2 separate regions of the Mus musculus genome follow, and region 1 is linked to region 2. A link is a contact called in public promoter capture Hi-C data. All regions are on one chromosome and are shown on one strand. Each heading gives the region's core, a stretch centred on a gene start, on an enhancer-like site or on the middle of the called end of the contact. The rest is flanking DNA. Distances are from core to core; before and after follow the strand shown.

The links. Promoter capture Hi-C pulls out the DNA fragments that hold promoters and counts their contacts.
Region 1: a contact with region 2 is called in a promoter capture Hi-C map of liver, with 2.8 times the contacts expected there. The contact joins the promoter of Mrps27 here to the promoter of Gfm2 in region 2. A contact is called at or near these places in 2 of 39 promoter capture datasets (liver and pre-B cells) and 1 of 484 Hi-C or Micro-C datasets (regulatory T cells).

Annotation. Positions count from the first base shown.
Region 1 is chr13:99,343,241-99,346,688 of GRCm38.p6, forward strand. It overlaps Mrps27 (mitochondrial ribosomal protein S27), which reads left to right and starts at 1,546. Exons shown (of 11, transcript NM_173757.3): 1 at 1,546-1,635. The coding sequence starts at 1,563. Ptcd2 (pentatricopeptide repeat domain 2) reads right to left here and starts at 1,438. Exons shown (of 10, transcript NM_026873.2): 1 at 1,324-1,438; 2 at 73-165. The coding sequence starts at 1,429.
Region 2 is chr13:97,136,497-97,139,887 of GRCm38.p6, forward strand. It overlaps Gfm2 (G elongation factor, mitochondrial 2), which reads left to right and starts at 1,441. Exons shown (of 21, transcript NM_177266.5): 1 at 1,441-1,563. Nsa2 (NSA2 ribosome biogenesis homolog) reads right to left here and starts at 1,430. Exons shown (of 6, transcript NM_021552.5): 1 at 1,259-1,430. The coding sequence starts at 1,261.

The DNA of each region.
Region 1 (3,448 bases), core at 296-2,795, 2.2 Mb after region 2:
TGAAAGAGTGAATAGAGACAAAGGAGAAATATGAATGACAGACGATTAAAGAATTAATAAAACAGATATTACCTTTGGTGCCAGGTAGGTTATATGCAATAGCTATCTTCTTATGTTGAAATTCCTTTAACTTCACAATGTTATCTGTGAGTAGGTATCTTTTAGCTAAAAAGTAGAAAAAGAAAATAAAGTCATTTTGATTGCTCTCCCCCTCCCCCGCAGCAAATAAGAGCATGGTTGCCTCTAAAGGATCCATCCAGAGAGGTACAAATACTATATATCCCTGGTGAGAAGCAAACATCTCCAGTCAAGTATTGAATGCAAGTCTTACATTTGAAAGAGGTAGGGATTGATGGAGTGTGAAGACTGGTTGACAAGATGAGCTATGAAGAACAAATGGGCATTTGCTATCTAGTTGGGGGCTAGCAATGCAGACACCTACACACACACACACACACACTGCAGACACCTACACACACACACACACACACACACACACACACTTTTGCTTGGTTTATTTTGGGAGAAACATGAAATATTGGGAAAAGCTATATCATGACTTCCAGTTTTGAAACTTCGGCACTGAAGATAGCCTTTCAGATCTGGACTCAGTAACCCTAGATCAGAAATCACTGACCACAGATCAGCAAGTCTGGAATGTACCCTTCTGCATCGTTGGCTGTGCATGAGATAAAAACAGATGAACCGTGCACTGAGATCTGACACAGTAAGGTAGTAACAAAAATAGTTGTTTATGAAAAGGCAGTCCTGTGACGCTGTCAGATCTGGGTCTTTAGTTCAAATACAGCATCTGCCAGCTCCCTGTGACCTTGGGCGAGTGACAACCTTGTCTACTTCCTATTCTGTAAATGAAGAAGGGTACCTCTGTCACTGGATGCTATGTGTGTGTGTGCGCGCCCACATTATAATAATTTTATTATCAATAGCAGTCACGCCTTCAGAAAGGCGGTAAGGAATAATTTGGGGGATGAGGACGCCTGCCTCGAGTCTTTGAGAATGTAAGCAGCACAGCTTGGGTTCCCATCTCTTAAACTCCGCACCAAAACCTTGCAGAAAAGGACACCCGACGACTGAGGTATGTTCTCGAAGAGCAACTTGGACCTTTGCAAGTGCAGTCCCTAGCTGCCCTTTGCTTTCCAGGCACAGAGCAGAGGGGTTCACAGTCCGGAAGCAAACCGGGCTGCTCACGCGTGCAGCAAAAGGGAAAGGGCGCACGAGCCTCCTCCAAAAAGAGAGGCCGCGGTGGGCTCACGCTCCCTTCTCTTCCACCCTCCCTCCTTCCAGGCGTGCGGCCGCTCGTACCTCCGAGAGTGCAGCGGCAGCAGGCGGAGCCTGAGCCCGTCACCCCGGGATGCAGCGAAGGACGCGGCACCCGCAGGCGTTCCAGGGGCCGAAACACTGTAGCCATGTTGTTCCGGGCCGGGCTGCACCATCTGCGGGACCCGGGCAGGGGGGACCTCTGAGGTGGTAGGACCACTTCCGGCGGAGGCGGGCTCTGTGCCTGTCCCCCCACGCCCGCCTTCCACTTGGTGCGCTCCAAGATGGCGGCTCCCATGGTGCGGTGTGGGATGCTCCTGGCTCGGCGACTAGACGCGTCTCGCCTTTGCCTCGCAGGTTGGTGGCTGCTGCCTTGGAGCTGCAGCTCCATTTAGGCCTCCCAGCACGCTGTTTATTGAAGGAAGGGGGTGATGGGCTTCCAGGAAGCGCATAAGTGCGTCTGGGATCCGGTTGCTAGAGAAGCCGTTTAGGGTATTGGTAACCCAGAAAGGAAAAATAATCCCTCTTCTTTAAGGCTAGTACCCGCCATTCCAAACTTTTGAAAAGTAGGGGAAGGCTGTAGCATGAGGTTCTGCGTATGTCTTGCAAGTTTAATGTATTAAATTAGTAGACTTCTTGGTGATCATGAAAAACCCAAATATGTTCACTCCGTGGGCTAGAACAGTTTTCTTCCCCTGAGATTTCTTTGGAGGGTCATCAGGCAAAAGTTTTCCCTCACTGCCTTGTACTTGATGACCCGAACCCTTGGTCTTCATCTCCTGAAAGAATTTTTCAACACTAGCCTCACTTTACCTGGTGACCTTGGCCACAACTTCTGCCTGACATTTCTTTTTTTTTTTTTTTTTCCACCAGTAGGTAAACAAGCAGAGCGATTTGATGGCTTGAGTTGAATCACATAATCACTCAAAGCCTTTTTAGGGTACCTAATGGTGAAAATACGTTTTGAAGTTTTTGCAAAACCCGAGTTTGTAGTGCTTACAATCTCGTAATCCTTGAAGATGTGCCAGATAACAGAAGTAAAATGAACTAACCACACTTGGATGTTTGCAATGCTGCTTGTTTTCAATCAGACTCCCTTAACACCAGTCACAAAAAGAGAAGCAATGCTCACTTGCTCTCACTCCTGTAAGTGTACAGCCATTTAAAAACTCCACAGTTGTCCTCAAGAGTTTTCTAAAGATAAAGTGTTTGAACTACCTGGCAAGAACACTTCATATCACACATTTGACAAATTGATACGAACAATATTTGGCACTAAGAGTGCTTTGTAGAGCTATTTGGCATATTTAATTGTGATTGGTAGTAAATTCTTTGAAGTTTCATAAGACCCACACTAGTAGATACAGGAGAGTAAGTTGGTTGCTTATAATGGCTGGGGCAACTATTGTAACAAAGGAATGGAAACTACACAGAGCAACTTGAGAGAACCTTTACTTTGGCAGTTTATACTCTGAAGCTATCCCAACTTGGTAGTTGCTAGTACTTGTAGCTATTTAAATTTAAGTTGAAGATAAATAAGATTAAAAACTAAGTTTCTTCACGGCAGTTAGTGTTTTATGTGGTCAGTACATCCATGTAGCTGATGTCTTTTGTCTTGGACAATTTAAAATGTAACATTTTTATTTCTACAGAAGTTTTTTGGACACTGCATTAGACCACAGATGGAGGCTATAGGAAGGCAATATAAGTACATCAGTGTATAAATACCCTAATTCAAGTACTCAGCTTGTACAAATTCATGACAGATGAGTCAGTATATGCAACACTTTAAGACTTCTACATAGTCTACTTAAAATAGGATGAAAGAATACAGCCCAAATGATCAAAAAGATAGAAGAAAAATGAACTGAGATAGAGCAACAACAGGTATGTGAAAAGGACAGGGGAAGGAAACTTACTGGGTACCATAATTCGTAGACAGGCATTAGTGAGCCTTAACCACCCTGCTGATAGGTGGTATCCCTCATTTTGTGTATGATGAAAAAGATACAGAGGTGTATGATCTGCCCAATCTTCATAGCATTTATTATTGGCACCACAAGGGCTAAAAGTTAAATTGTGCTGCTAAAGCTTGTCTATTTTCACAATCACATTATTTTCTTATTTTAAAAACAAAACAAACAAACAAAATGCTTGGAGACATTTTGAA
Region 2 (3,391 bases), core at 191-2,690:
CAGCACTCGGGAGGCAGAGGCAGGCGGATTTCTGAGTTCGAGGCCAGCCTGGTCTACAGAGTGAGTTCCAGGACAGCCAGAGCTAAAAGAGAAACCCTGTCTCGAAAAACCAAAAAAAAAAAAAAAAAAAAAGAATGTTATTTTTCTAAAACACAATTTACATAAAACAAGATTTGCCAATTTTAGTTGTGGGTGTGTAGTTGTAATTCCTGCCCAATCATAAATTTCTGTATCCATTATATTCAAGATGGCATATTGATTTTTCCACCCCAGAATGTTCCTTTGTGCTACTCTAAGGTCTTCTTTTCCCATCTTCAACCTTATATTTGTATGGTTTACTCTGCCCAGTGAGTAGAATCTACAGGACACACATCCTTTTGCATCTGGCTTTTTTTAACTAGAATATATCCATTTATGTCTACCAGCTCTTAAGTACTTTATAGCACTTGGCCATATCCCAGTGTGTGGATATAAACTCATTTCTTTATCCATTTACCATATGATGTATATCTGGACTGTTCATTTTTTTCCATTGGTGATTAGGAATAAAGTTGTAATAAATATAGATGAATTCAGACCTTTGCTTGGAAACTGTCTACTGCTGTGTTATCTTCCAAAGTTGGTGTATTATTTTGCATGTTGTCAGTACTATATGGGATCCCATTTGTGTTTTAAATTGTTTCATTGTTAACAATGAAACTGTAGTCAGCATCTAGTTAGATTTGAACCCTCAAAACCAACCAACCTAATAAACAAACAGGCACAAAACCCAGCTCAGAGATTAAAACTAGGTAACAAAACCCTTATGGGTGTTGTTTTCAACTGCTATCACATAAACTTTGCAGCAACTACAAAGAAGGTTTATGGCATTCCACTTTGAAGAGAAACATCCAGTATAATGAGAATGGCAGGTCTGGTAATTCATATATAAAGAGAATGTTTTGTTCCGCAACTCATTCGCTGTTTGGCTTTTTGCAAAGAATATAGTATACTGAGCATTAAAACGGTGTGATGCGACTATAAAGTTATTATCACAAGTCTCAACTGCATTCCATTAGGTTGGCACTGACGCCACGGTAGCAAGATCAGGACTTTTATAGTGAACTCTTGTCTCATCCCAAGATTTGTGTTCCGGGTCCAGAAGCTGCATCTCACGCCAAGGCATCTCAGTTCCGCCTACCACGGTCCTCTCTCCCCGACAGCCCAACCACGCTAACCCCAGGCCCTTCGTCGCCCGCGTCCGAGGAGGCCTCCTTACCATGATGACAGCCGCGGAGCACCGGTCCGCGACCTCCCGGGTCTCAAAAAACTCTTAATTTCTGGATGTCACTGGTCCACGAGCCTGCCTCGTTCAGCCCAGGACGGGAAAGGGTAGTCCTTTAAGAAGGCCGAGTGGAGCGCAAGCGCCGCACAGCAGTTCCGTGACGTCTTTCCGTTCCTAGGCAGATGGGCGGAAATTGACAGCAGGAGAATTTTAGCTGAGACGCCACCGGAACTGCTTAGAGGGCGGAAGGTGCTTATGGAGCTTTTGTAAGCTGGGAGATCCGCGGGTTCCTTCTGCGGGTATGAGGGTGTCTGAGGTGGTGGGATGTGGTACCGTGTTGCCGGTTCCTCTCTTACTCCCCGGCGGACACTAGCAGAACCAGCCAGGCGCCCTGTGCGTGCCGCGGTCTTGCTGGTCTGCCACTGCTGACCTCGTAGCTGCTACTGACAGCGGGTTCCAGACGAGCACTCCCCGGCCTCCGGGCCCCGTCTGCCGGGTCACGGACGTGTTGCTTCATCCATTATGGAGGGCGACTGATTTGTTAGTCTGTTTCTGTCTCTCCTGTTGCTAGCGGATGCACAATTGGTTGAGATATGTTATATGGAAAATAAAACTACTGGCCAGGCCAGGAAAGCAAAAGGTACTTGGTTTTTGTGGACGCCCAGGACTTTCCCCCTAAGCTCTTGAGAAATCCTGTGTAATTAAGGGCAGTTTTTACCTTTTAGAAATCTGTGTGGTTTTTCCACCTTATTATTATTATTTTTTTTTTAAGATTTATTTATTTATTATATGTAAGTACACTGTAGCTGTCTTCAGACACTCCAGAAGAGGGAGTCAGATATCGTGATCGGATGGTTGTGAGCCACCATGTGGTTGCTGGGATTTGAACTCCTGACCTTCGGAAGAGCAGTCGGGTGCTCTTACCCACTGAGCCATCTCACCAGCCCTTATTATTTTTTTTTTTAAATGTGTAGTGCGTACCTGGTGCCCTCCGAGGCCAGAACAGGGTGTTGAATCATAAAAGATGGTTGGGGGGGCTAGTGGTTGCTGGGAATTGAACCTGGTCCTCTAGAAGGGCAGCCAAACTTAACCTCTGAGCCATCTCGTCAGTCCCCAGTTTTATCCTTGTACTGTAGTCACAGAAGTTCACTAGCTCCAATTTGGAACTACCAAAATTGAAAAGTACATCTCAAGAAGCCCTAGCACTTGGAGTCAAGCTGTTGCTTTTTTTTTTTTTTTTAAACATCCCTTCCTTTTTTGATGTTTTCGAGATAGTGTTTCCCTGTGTAGAGCTGGCTGTCCTGGAACTTGCTTCGCAAACAAGACTGGCCTCAAACTCAACAAAGGTCCGCCTGCCTCTGCCTCCAGAGTGCTGAAATTAAAGATGTGCACCACAACCGCTGGGCTTCAAACTATCATTTAAGTCCCCATAGTATAATGTTTTTGTTTGTTTGTTTGTTTAAATCAGAGCTAGCGCTGATTAGCATTCGTGTATTTTCAGGTGCAGTAAATTACGCAATTTCTCAAGCTAGAGTATGCTCCCTCTTCCCACATTGACTCCCTTACCTACTTTAGTTTTTTTTTTAGTTTTAATTTCACAGTTTTAGTGAAGCCTCCCTTGACACCATAACTGCTCCATTTCCCTTCCTTTCTGCAACATCGATGACAGTAGGATGTTGTATATTTCAGCCCCTCCCCCTAGTAGCCCTTGAGTTGGCTAGAGTCTGTGTGAGCACAGTCGTTGTTGTTGTTCACTGCTTTAGTTCAAATACTCCAAAAGCAATTTTAGACACACTTTTTATTAAATATGTGGGTTTAATTCTCATTCAGACCTGTGCTGTCATAGATGAAAGACGGAAACTGAGATTTCTAGTGATGTATCCAAGATTTCAGAAGACCCGAGAGTCCAGCAGCAATCTTCTAGTAGTAAAACATAGATATATTTAAAGACTCATCCAGACAGGAAATAGATGTACTATAGGCGTTTGTCTCGATGGGTTTTCAGAGCACACGTATTTAATCAGCTTCCGGATTAAGAAATCCCTTTAGCTGAGTCTGATTCCTTCTCTCTCTCTCTTTTGTTTGTTTGTTTGTTTGTTTTTCGAGACAGGGTTTCTCTGTGTAGCC